Regions from separate parts of the Mus musculus genome. Here region 2 is linked to region 1. A link is a contact called in public HiChIP or PLAC-seq data. All regions are on one chromosome and are shown on one strand. Each heading gives the region's core, a stretch centred on a gene start, on an enhancer-like site or on the middle of the called end of the contact. The rest is flanking DNA. Distances are from core to core; before and after follow the strand shown.

The links. HiChIP or PLAC-seq counts read pairs in DNA pulled down with a chosen protein or histone mark.
Region 2: a contact with region 1 is called in an H3K27ac HiChIP or PLAC-seq map of stem cell-derived neural progenitor cells, with 4 times the contacts expected there. The contact joins two enhancer-like sites. A contact is called at or near these places in 1 of 484 Hi-C or Micro-C datasets (cortical neurons) and 3 of 115 datasets of contacts at active chromatin or transcription factors (embryonic basal ganglia, neural tube and stem cell-derived neural progenitor cells).

What each region holds. Positions count from the first base shown.
Region 1 is chr9:71,956,158-71,962,277 of GRCm38.p6, forward strand. The region is part of intron 5 of Tcf12 (transcription factor 12); the gene reads right to left. Among named protein-coding and RNA genes, the nearest start is that of Tcf12, 150 kb to the right of the region's middle. Within about 2 kb of position 3,759, at least 87 of the 459 cell types and tissues checked have an H3K27ac peak or open chromatin away from gene starts, as enhancers often do. A contact at or near this core is called in cortical neurons, embryonic basal ganglia and stem cell-derived neural progenitor cells, where this site is marked.
Region 2 is chr9:72,152,018-72,158,137 of GRCm38.p6, forward strand. No RefSeq gene overlaps it. Among named protein-coding and RNA genes, the nearest start is that of Tcf12, 43 kb to the left of the region's middle. Within about 2 kb of position 3,609, at least 41 of the 459 cell types and tissues checked have an H3K27ac peak or open chromatin away from gene starts, as enhancers often do. A contact at or near this core is called in cortical neurons, embryonic basal ganglia and stem cell-derived neural progenitor cells, where this site is marked.

The sequences.
Region 1 (6,120 bases), core at 2,509-5,008:
GCTTTTTCCTTTTTGTACAATCTAGAACCTAAGCCAAGAAAATGGTGCCACCTAATTTTAGATCTTTCCACCTCTATAATCTTATCAGCATAACCCTCCCTCTCAGGCATGCTTAGAGGATAATTATCCCTCAAAGGTATTCCTGGGAGCTTGTCTTCCTGGTGAATCCAAATCCTATAAAAGTTGACAATCCGCACTAAACATCACTATCTTGTAAAACAGTGCCTTTGGGCATTTTCCTTCCCTTTCTTCCTTTTGTAGAAGCCAAATCCTGTTTGTATCTGAACTGACTGGGGTTTACTGAGAGGAATGAGACCTGTACTTGGTTCCTAGGTCTGAGACAAGTTTCAGTTCTTCCTCAATCACTTGCCTCACGGTCAAAAGACTTTGCTACTCCCAGAGCAGCTCAAATCTTTTGAAATGAATGTCTGGGGAAACTGACCCCTGCTCAATCTTCTCTCTCCTATGAGAGTCAGCGGAGGCTTGAGGAAAAAAAAACCTCAAAAGAAACAATGAAGCCAGCCTTTGATTTTATGTATGTATTTTTGGTGATGACATTTGCTAAGATTCCCATAGCTCTTTCCAATCACTGGAAAGATGGTAGCTGGTAACTGGCACTCCGGAGATCTGCAAACTTGCTGTCATTTTACCTACTTTTATTCATTGAGGATGGGGTAGTGCTTGCTTTTTCTAGTTTGTGTATCATGTTGACCTGCAGTGTGTGTGCGTGTGTCTGTCTGTGTGTGTGTGTGAGTGTGTGTGTACAGTTTTACTTTGTGGCTCAAACTGGCATCAAACTTGCAGTAACTCTGCCTTAGCCTCCTGAGTACTGAGATATAGATAGACATTAGCCACCAAATGTGCCTTCTCCTTCGGGTTTAAGTCAAATATCTGCAACTCAGCTCTCATGGATCAGAAAAGCTGCTGCTGCTGCAAGTACTTGGCAGTCACTCTCATCCTCCACATTTCCTTCCAGATAATATACTCTCACTCAGAAATTCCATGAGTTTCTCTCCTTTGGCATCACCATCTCCTCTACATACCTGAGCTGATGAACACATTTCTAACAGCTACCTCAATATCCTTCGTTGTTGGTTCCACATCTACATACTTTCTGGGATGAATGTTTTTCAAATTCCCCAATCCATTTTATGTCCTAGTGATATATAAGTCAATGCTAGGTCTTAGAAAATGTGTACTTGGGGTGCTAGATTTTGCTGTATTCCTTAAAAAATGCCAGGCAACAGTCAAGTGCCTTGGAATTAGTTTAGTCCTTTCCCAGGCTTGCCTTTAAGTTTGTTGCAGTACGTCCAGGACAGTACTAATTTACTTCTGCCAACACAACAGCTTTAGATGGAAAAAATCTTTTCAGCTTCACCTGAGTTTCAGCAATTACTCATTGTATTCCTATGTGGGGAATTTCTCCTTGCTCTCAAGTTAAACTGCCTCACTTGTGCACATAGAGCAGCACTCAGGAAACCAAAGCAAATACCAAGTTCCTCCTCACCTGTCTGCCTTCCAAACCCCAGCTACTTATTCTGTAACATTTTGCCATAATTCAGTTGATGCCAAAACCAACCAACCAACCAAACAAACAAACAAAACTTTTAGAAAATCTAGAATTTTATTTAATGTTTCTATTTTAAAATGTTGTAAAGAGATTCTGGTCTCTAATTTGAGAGATACTTTACATGGCATTGGAAATCTCACTAAAGTGAGCTGACACATGTGAATGAGCAACAAACTGCTTGCTTTATGAATATTGTCTTCTGTAAAGCATGGAGTTATTTACCAAAGGTTACAAAGCTGGAGACAGTCCAGTTCTCTCTCTTCATTTCACTCACAGAATGCCCAGTTCCGAGTTTTCTGCAATCAGCTTTTGGTTAGTTAACTTCAATGTCACATAGTTGTGCAAGTTTTAAAAATTCTTGTTATAGGTATTTGTACAAGATGTTAGTAAATCATATTATTTAGAAGTCATTCTTAAAGCACATCTCTCTGTTGGATAGGAATTACATTGACTTTGAAAATTGTTTACCTATATCAGACTCTCTCTCTCCATATATATGTATACACACATACACACACACACACACACACACACACACACATACAATAAAGCAATTAAGCTCTGTAAAACATAGTTTTAAAACCGACACTAAAACTTATACTTAAGATGCTGCAGAGATGGCTCAGTGATTAATAGCGCACATAATGCTCTTGCAGAGAGCCTAAGTTCAGTTCTCAGCACTCAGATTGGATGGCTCACAACAGCCTCTAACTTTAGCTCCACACTGGGGCCTGAGGCCCATGAACTCTAAAAACACCTGAACTCACCTACAACTAATTACCTCACACAGCTACCCCAGCTCCACATAAATATATGCACAAATAAAAAATCCTTACACTTAAAAAATAAGTTAAAAAATAAGTATTATAGCCAATGTAGACAAATATATTTGTGATCTCATCACACAATGTTGTCTGTGGCCCATTGGGTCTTTGAGATCCCACACTTGCTAAACTGGCAGGCCAGTGAATCCCAGCAAGCTTCCTGTTTCTACCTCTCTAGGACTGGGATCCTCACACCTGTGTGATAAATACCTTTTCAAAGGAGCCATCTCCTCTGCCCTTCTATCTGAGCATTTTTATAGATTTGTATGTGTCTTTTTTTTTTTTTTTTTTACATTTCAAATCCTCTGCTCTACTGAAGTTTACAGGGCTCAATAGCCCTTTGGCACAACCATTCTCTGGGAAGAACTTCCATGTCCCATTCAAATGACACTTCCTGTCATAGGTTATTACTGACTTTCTTACTTAAAACATTGGCACTCTGACATTTCTCTCTTATTTTTTTAAGATGTTAAAAAGCCTTACCCTGTAGAAAGCCTCACCAATAACTTTCAATAGGCTGTCATAACATAACTATCCCTCTTCTCAATATAAGTTTGAGAATTCTTTTAACTCACACTGGCCTCATCTGCATGTTATTATCATTTACTAAACATTTGTATTTTCTAAATCACTAACTACAATTAGAGCTCCCTTGGACTACACAGAAAATGGCTTGTGGTTATTCCTTTCTATTCACAACTCATAAAGCTATGTATAAGGACCTTTTGACCTCATCGTTAATTCTGTTCTTTCTTTTCATTCCCAAAACGAATAATAATTTCTAGTAGCATTTCTTCATTTTGAGTAAAGCTCCTTAAAAAGTGTTCCATGACGAAAGACATTTGAGTGGAAGATTATAACAGATAAGCAGCATGAAGTTAAAAGGGCTGTTTGTTAAGCAATTGCTTAATAGGACATAGGTTCAGAATTCCCAACAGATCTTAATATCTGAAAGAAATGTCTAGAGGGCAGATAGCAATTACACTGACTAAATAAATGCCATGCCTTTCAAATTTCTAATGGCAAGTAATGAGCTTAATGTAGTTATCCGTTAATTCTGAACAAGTGGTCAGACGACTGCTTTCTTCCACTCTTACTTCCTCAAATTTTTGGATCATACTCAGGGAATATCTATTTTAAGGAACTGCTCTGGAAGGCCCTATGTTTTATGCAAGGAATTGCTATTTTCCCAGATGAATAGAATATCCATTCTACAGATCCAAGTTTCCATGACAATAAAAACAAAACAGTCATCAGCACCAACGCGATACTTGATGGAAAATGCAGCTGCAGCTGGAACAGTGCAGTCTTTATCCTGCTGCTCTGCAAGCATAGTCGCTGTACTCCCCAGAGCAACCCAATGGTTCTACAGCAGTCTCCACCCAGACCCACACAGCAACAGCCGAGTGTGCTGACCACCTCCAACCTGCCAATCATTCGCCGTTCTCAAACTCATGTAAACACATGAAAAGGTTCAGCATTATGCTACTGGCATGGTGAATTGTAAACTAGGAATGCTTACAATGGGTTTGAGTATTGTAGATTTAGCCAAATAATATTTTAGCTTATATGATTATGAAGAAAAATTTGGGGAAAGAAGAACATTTACAGTAAGGAAAAAGCTAGGTAAAATTCATTCAGATTATAGAAAGACAGTGCCCCCTTGTGTCTTGGAAGTTCTTCCTCAACTAAATGTTGTAGTACTTAGAGTCCTAAGCTTTGGCTTTAAAAAAAATTTTTTTTAAATCTCATATAAATTTAAGAGAATTTGATAATTAGAAGTTATTCTAACTTAAAATACAAATTTATTATAAACACAGTGACTATTAAGTATGTGATTTTTAACAAGAGCTCTCTATAATGTAAGGAAAATATCATCTAATAAATTTACAGATATATTAGTTAATTTTATTTAAACTGCACTTAATATTGAAACATAGTGACAAAGCTTTAAAAAAGCAAAAAAGAAACCTGTGACCATCAGCTACACTCTCCTTTGGTACTGGTTCCTCTGTAACTTCATGACATTAATTATTGATTATCCTCACCATACTATATAAAAAGCTCTGTGCTTTATTTATATGAAAAACAAATTCATACTAAATGGAGAATATAAATGTAAGAGGTACCCATAATTAATACATCATTTTTAAGTTACAAGCATTGCAGCACAGCATCAAAGTCGGTCACTGAAGCATAAGGATTACTTTGTACTGGGGAAGGATGCACACCTGTAATCCTAGCATTTATGAAGCTGTGGAAGGAATTCAGGGTTTAGGGCCAGCTGGGGGGAGGGGGGCGACTCTGAAACAATCATTTTATGTTTAAAGTATGAATTCTTGAAATCATTTATCTGTTTAAAAGCAGAATTTCTCAAACAAACAAACAAACAAACAAACAAACAAACAAAAACTCCATATGAAAACCCTAATCTCTTCTTGCAAATAGGACTCAGGCACCACACCCAGATAAAGTCCTCTGCTTCCTTAAGCGTCTGTTCTTCCTTATAGCAAGGCAGCTCCAGCCATCCCTTTCCGTTTCTGATCTCTGGATGCCTACAAGCTAGTCTGCTACACATTAGGAAACTTTTGTTTCTCTAGTTATTCTGTCCTTAGCCGGGCTATTTATAAGACTCTAGCAGGAGAATCTAATATAGGTGAAGACGGTTTTGTTCCTTATTCATGAACACAAGATTGCTTTTACTAAATTTATTTGTTACTTATATTTGGTGGTGGTGATGGTGATGATGATGATGATGGTGATGATGTGTGTGTATGTATGTGTGTGTGTGTGTGTGTGTGTGTGTGCGCACGCATACATGTGTATAGAAGCCAGAGTTGATGGCAGGTGTCTTCCTTTATCACCTTACATTTTAGTTTTTTAGGTAAGGGCACACAGTGAAATCTGAAAGTAACCAATTTAGTCATACTGGCTGGCCAGTGAGTCCCAAAGATTTTCCGATTCCTACCCCTACCCTACACACAAGTGCTAAGGTGGCCTCCAACACCACCACACCAAGATTTTCTATGAGTCCTTGGGACCTTCTTTCAGACCTTCTAGGCAAGCTCTTTATTTCTCCAGCTCTCAACATCAATCTTAAAAACTCATTCAGAGATTTTCCCATTTAGGTTTTAAACAATCTTTTTGGTTACTGTTTTAATTTTGTAAAGTCCTACACTTAACAAAAAAAAAGTTACAAGGACAGAAACTTTTCTTTCTGTACCATTTTAAAAGTCAGTTGTGAACATCATTCTACTGTCTTCAAACATCTTTAGTGTGTACGTGAACATGTGTGCTGTACAACAGACCAAAACGATCTAATTAACCTTTCTATATTTACTGTTTAACTCAGATATTGCTCGAGTGGTCTTGTAATAACTTTTTAGGAAACAGCCTGTACCATCTTAGGCTCTCTTACATGTCCTAACTGCTGTGACCTTGCTGTCACAGGCCAAAGCAGCTCTCCATTTGCCAGAGCTTTCCTCCAGAGTAGCTCAGGCTATGCAGATTTGGAGGTGTATCTCAGGTGATGTGACTTGCTGCATTTATTCTGTCAGGAAGTGAATCTGAATTATCAACTGTCAGTACATCAAGACAGTATCTGCCAGTGCTGACCAACTGCAAAACTACCTTGTGTAACTAACTTGTAAGTATTTCATTGGAAAGTAAGAATTCTATTTTTCATAATGCTTTTGAATTAATATCAACACAACTTAGCTATTTTAT
Region 2 (6,120 bases), core at 2,359-4,858, 200 kb after region 1:
CAGATCAACAGTTACAAGTGCTAACTGCTGTTCTTTCAGAGGACCATAGCTTGGTTCTCAGCATCCGTGTTGGGGAGCTCACAACAACTTGTAATTCTAACCCCAAGGACTCTTAACGCTCTTCTGGCCTCTAAGAACACCTGTCCTAGCATGCAAAAAAAAAACCCACACATAAACACATCGGATGCCTTCTGCTAGTATCTTCTCGAATGACAGGGAATCTCAACAATACAGTTGCCTAAACAAGACCCGCATCATGACCACACCATTTGACAGCCTGGTGTGGATGAGGGAATTTCACAAGGTCCTACCCTAGATGAGGAGCTACATCGTGCAATGGCTGCTGAGAGGAGAAGAATCAATTTCCTCCAGGGACACGCCCCCTGGATAGGCTAACAATCTAACATGGTTAGTCCTAAACACTTCTAATGCATCTGAGAAACATTAAGTGGATTCTGTAAGTCATTTACACATATACCTACATATGAGTGTATGAGTGTGTGTGTGAGTGAGTGTGAAAGTGTGTGTGAGTATGTATCTGAGAATATATGTGTGTGGGGGATGTCTAACAACATAGAAGGCTATGAATTTGAGAGGGAATTGGGGGGAGTATGAGAAGATTTGGAGGAGAAGATCAAGGGGTGGGAATGATGTAATGATAGTATTCTTAAGAAAGTCTCAATAAATTAAAAATTATATTACAAGTAATAAATAAATGTTTAAAATGTGATATGTTCTTAAGTGTATGTGTATGGGCATTTTGCCTACATGTATGACTGTGCACTACATGTGTACATGCTAACCATGAAGGCCAGAAGAGAACATTAGATTCGCTGAGCTGTAGTGGACAGACAATTGTGAACACCCGTGTGAGTGCTGAGAAACAAACATGGGCCCTCTGGAAGAAGTCAGCTCTTGAATAACTCTTTCCTTTTTCAAATTTTTAATTGATTCTTTGTGAGTTTCACATCATGTATTCTAGTTCTGCCCATCTCCCTGTCCCTTTGCCCTTGTTATCTCCCTCCTCAAACACACACACACACATCTCCCTGTCCCTTTGCCCTTGTTTCCTCCCTCCTCAAACACACACATACACACACACACACACACACACACACACACTAACAATAACAAAGCATAGACACCATCTCATTGTGAAGCCGTAGTAAGTCACAGTCTGACCCACAGTATATCCCTCAGGTGACACATCTTCACTTGCAAACATTCCCTGCAATGGTTCAAGATTTCTGGCCTCTGTGGCAGCATCAGTACTGGATCTTCACCAGGTCTCCTCCTGGTTATTATTGCCCTATGTCATGGAGATCCTGCAGCTTTGGATCTACAGGACAGGCACTTTCACATGCTCTAGCAGTTCATAGATGGAGTAGATTTTGGGGTGGGCCAACTCAAAACCAAGGATCTGGGTCTGTGTGGTAGCTGAATTGGTCAGTCGGCCAAGTCTGTCTAGTACTGCTCAGGCTAGGCTACCCAAAGCCGCCATCGGCAGGAGGCATGGTCTGCTCTCCTGCTCTCATACCCTTGGGCCAGCTCACCTGCACCTCAACCTCCATAGCCAGCTCCACTGTGCTGCTCAGTTAAGGCACAAGGCCTACTTTCCCAAGTGCATCTGCCTATGAGGGGTTGGGCCAGCTCTCCCACTCCTGCATACTTGGGGCTGGCTCACCCAGGTCCTTGCCATCAGAGCCAGCTCCACTTTGTTGCCCTAGCAAAGTGCAGGGTATACACTCCTCCCATTCTCATGCCCTCAAGGAGACCTATATTTTTTAAAAATAAAAACTTATAAAGATCATAGGATAATTTTCCTGTTGATATTTAAGATTGCTTTGCACTAGCCGGGCAGTGGTGGTACACGCCTTTAATTCCAGCACTTGGGAGGCAGAGGCAGGCGGATTTCTGAGTCTGAGGCCTACAGAGTGAATTCCAGGACAGCCAGGACTATATAGAGAAACCCTGCCTCAAAAAACAAAACAAAACAAAAACAAAAAACAAAAAGAAAGAAAGAAAAAAAGAAAAAGATTGCTTTGTACTATTCACGTTTGCAGCCTCATTTTATAGTTCCATGTGGTCTGAATGCAAAGCATTATGCAGTGTAGGACTTCCTTACCATCATCATCATCATCAAAACAACAACAACAAACAAACAAACAAACAAACAAACAAAACCAAAGAGCCCCGGGAGGAGGTGATGGACCACAATGCTGGCTTACCTCTAAGGTCGGCCCAAGGCTGTATCATTAGCTTTTGTTTCAACAGAGCTCTGGACTCAGCTGCTCACAGTCAGTAATCCGAGGAAGCAAGAAGGAGGAAGGGTTAAGAGCAAGATCTATCCCTCAAAGGCACAAGGCCCTCTCCCATGACCTGTGACCAGGCCCACCTCTTACTAGCCTGTTCAGCTATGAACTCATCAGTAGGTTAAGTCACTGATGAAGTTAGTATCCTCAGGATCCAGGCAACCTTTATAGTGCCTGGAGGAGGGGAAAGGGAGAGGGGAAAGGGGGAGGGGAAAGGGGGAGAGGGAGCGGGTGGGTAGTTCCAGACTAGAACACTTGGTCAATGAGTGGCCTTTCCTTGGGACATTAATGATTCTGTGCTTTGCCATCTCATCAAGCCAGGCCCTGGGATTGCCTGGGACTTTCTATCCTCTCACTGTCCCTGTCTCAGCCTAGGGTATTATATTTTCTAATTGTTCATATTTGAAACTTTATTTTTTTTTCTTTAAAAGTAGTATTACTGCCAGGTGCTGTTGGCACATGAGTTTAGTCCTCAAACTCAGGAGGCATAGGCAGGAGAGTCTCTTGAGTTCAAGGCCAGGTTGGTTTATAGAGCAAGTTCCAGGACAAATAGGGCTACACAGAGAAATCCTGTCTTAAAAAACCGAAAACAAAACAAAACAAAACAAAAAACAGTGTTATTACCTAGATTAGTGCATATTGTACACCACGTTTAGAAATGTTGGTGGAATTCTGATTCAATAGCTGCTCTTCTTCAATAACATTCTGTGACAATTCTCATCAGATAAGTGCAGTTCCTGGGTTATAAACAACCCCCTCTCCATTTAAATCATTCAATATACATTTCTTAAATGTAAAACATTGTCTATTAGTAGCCAGTGTCTTTTAGACTCTCCTCTAGAGACCTAAGTGGTTGTTCATCATGCCCAGAAGTATAAGAATGTGTATACAAACACACACACACACACACACACACACACACCACCGGGGAGGGAGGGCGCACAATAATGGGCTCAAAAATTTTGTTCTCTAGCAAACCAAAATGCCAAACACCTCAGTGGCAGGTATGAAAAACAGTAAGCCTGTCCCTGCTGAGCTACCCGCTGAATATTCCATATGCCAGATGCTAAATTTAGGAGAAAGAAAGGAAAGTTTAAAATCGTATTCTCTATTCACTGCTCTGCAAGAGCCGCCTTTTCTTTTCTTCCGGAGCAGCTGCGGCAGAAGCTTACATGAATGCAAAACACAAGCGCTACCAGAAACAAGGCATAATTTAAAAGAATTCACCAGATGACTTAAACAAATAAACCTAGTGGGTTAAGCTTATTGTTCTACAGAGAATAAGCAACTCGGCTACCCACGGATTGACGGAATTCACTGGAATAGAGCAGGGCTGACAAATGGGGCTAAAATATTTGGCAGTGTACTTTGTCCTGAGACAAATGACCGACTTACTTTAAATTCATTTCCTGCAGCTGGCGAGTGGGTGGCCAGGTCTGCAGCCCACCCATTGTAGCCAAGAAACATTTCTTGGCTTTGATGGGTTGTTACCTTTTGATTCTATATCTTACAGAACAATGTATACTGCAGATCGTTTTCCAAATGTTGTGCTTTAAATGAAGACCTTTTGCAAGCCGCAGCCAAGCTCAGAGAATGGGATGTTTGCACAAGCCGCAGAATAGACTGCTGGGCAACGGACAGAGCTGGGGCAGTCAAACAATGCTGTTGCATCTTACCTGTAAAATGCTCCTCAACAGCACTGAACATGTCACCCATCCCAAGGATTCTGCGTGGCTGTGACACTAGGGTGGACTGGGGGCGCGCGGGGGGGGGGGGGTTCTTGCTGCATCTCAAGCCATTCCTGCCTGAATCCGGGGTTTTCAAGTTAAAACTTCCTGTGAAGTTGGTGGCATTTCCACATGAATATGATTCTGTACAATAAATCGGATGTGCAGAAATCCGGATAGCTGAACGTTGAGAACCAAGAAATCAGGGACAGAGTACTGAGGACTCCGTTTTAAAATATCCAGGCCAACTTGCATTCTTTCCTTCAAGGAGGCTCGTGTGACTGTTCCTTTTGTAGCTCGACTCTTCTGTGCTTCTGTGATGTTCCCTCTTTATCCGATATTTCTTTATGCCTCTGTAAATGAAGTGCTAGACAATCAGTTAAGGATTGCTCGTTGCCCTCTTAGCATTTCTGCTGAGTGCAGATGTAACCCTAGGCCCTTAATGTTTTAATTTGTGGATTACTTGTGAATAATTACTGCATCAAGAATATAATATTTAGAACTTAGTTTTCCTTCATTTTACAAAACCTGATTTTTTTCTTCCTTTCTCCATCCCTCCCTCCCTATTTCTCCTGCATCCTCCTCCTCTTTCTCCTCTTCCTCCTCCTCTCTCTTCTTTTTCCACTCTTTTTTGGTCTGTTGAGATAGTATCTTGTTATGTAGTCTAGGCTGAATAGAGCTCATGGTTCCCCTGTCTTAGCTTTCCAAACACTGGGAACACTGGGAACACTGGTGGGCCACTAGGCCCTGCTTAAATCTGATTTCATGATGGGAGGCAGCTTTTCCCGAGTGCTTCCTTCCCCGTAAGGATACTTCTCTAAGCAAAAGGAATCTTTATTTAAATTAGAGATACCTTTAGCCTATCTGCACAGAAGGTCACAATTTGGCAAAGAATAGAATCTATTGCCCTTAGTCTAACCCTCATCTCTTCCCCATTTGTTGCTGTGCGGTCTTGGAAGGGTTATGTAACATCTCTAGACTTCCATTCTATTATCTGTGAAATATAGATAATGATAGTGTTTTATCCTGGCTTATAGAGAAGGTTAGAAAAACATGTTAGCTGTTATAGTTATTAATTAGCTCAATGTATATTTCTGTATTCTTTCTCTTTATTTTTTTTCCTTTCTATATCTCTTAGTCACTGGGAGATTAAAAAGTATGAAGTGAAGAAACTTCCAAAGTCCTAAGAGGGCCCATGTTGCATAACCCCAGAGGCTCCATCAGCTCATGGCCAGAGAGTCTCCTTCTCCAAAAATGGCCATGCTGCTCACGAGGCCACAGCAGCAGATCCAGGTCATACACCCAGTCACTGCCTGTCTGCTCTCCTGCTTCCATTTTCTTTCTTTAAAAAAAAAAAAAACTTTATTTTATTTTACTTTTATTTACTTTATTTACATGAGTACACTGTAGCTATCTTTAGACACATCAAAAGAGGGCATCAGATCCCATTACAGATGGTTGTGAGCCACCGTATGATTACTGGGACTTGAACTCAGGACCTCTGGAAGAACAGCCAGTGCTCTTAACCTCTGAGCCATCTCTTTAGCCCCCATTCTGTTTCCACTTACTTTCTTTCTTTCTTTCTTTCTTTCTTTCTTTCTTTCTTTCTTTCTTCCCTCTCTCCCCTCCCTCCCTCCCTTCTTTCTCTCTCTCTCTCCCTCCCTTCTCTCTCTCTCTCTCTCTTTCTTTCTTTCTTTCTTCCTTCCTTTCTTTCTTGTTTGTTTTTTGAGACAGGGTTTCTCTGTATAGCCCTGGCTGTCCTGGAACTCACTCTGTAGACCAGGCTAGCCTCAAACTCAGAAATCTACCTGCTTCTGCCTCCTAAATGCTGGGATCAAAGGCATGCGCCACCACTGCCTGGCTCTGCTTCCATTTTCAATGTGTGCTTTCTCATACGTAGATTGGCTTATGCATTCAGGGCAGCATGCAAGCATTAAAGCTGCGCCCATCCATCTCCCTCTCTTTACCCTTTTAAAGATGCTGACATTCATCTGTGCAGTATGTGTGCTTCTGTGCATACATTTTCACACATGTGAAGTATTACAGTGACGGGAAGTGTAAGAAATAAAGAATGAACTACA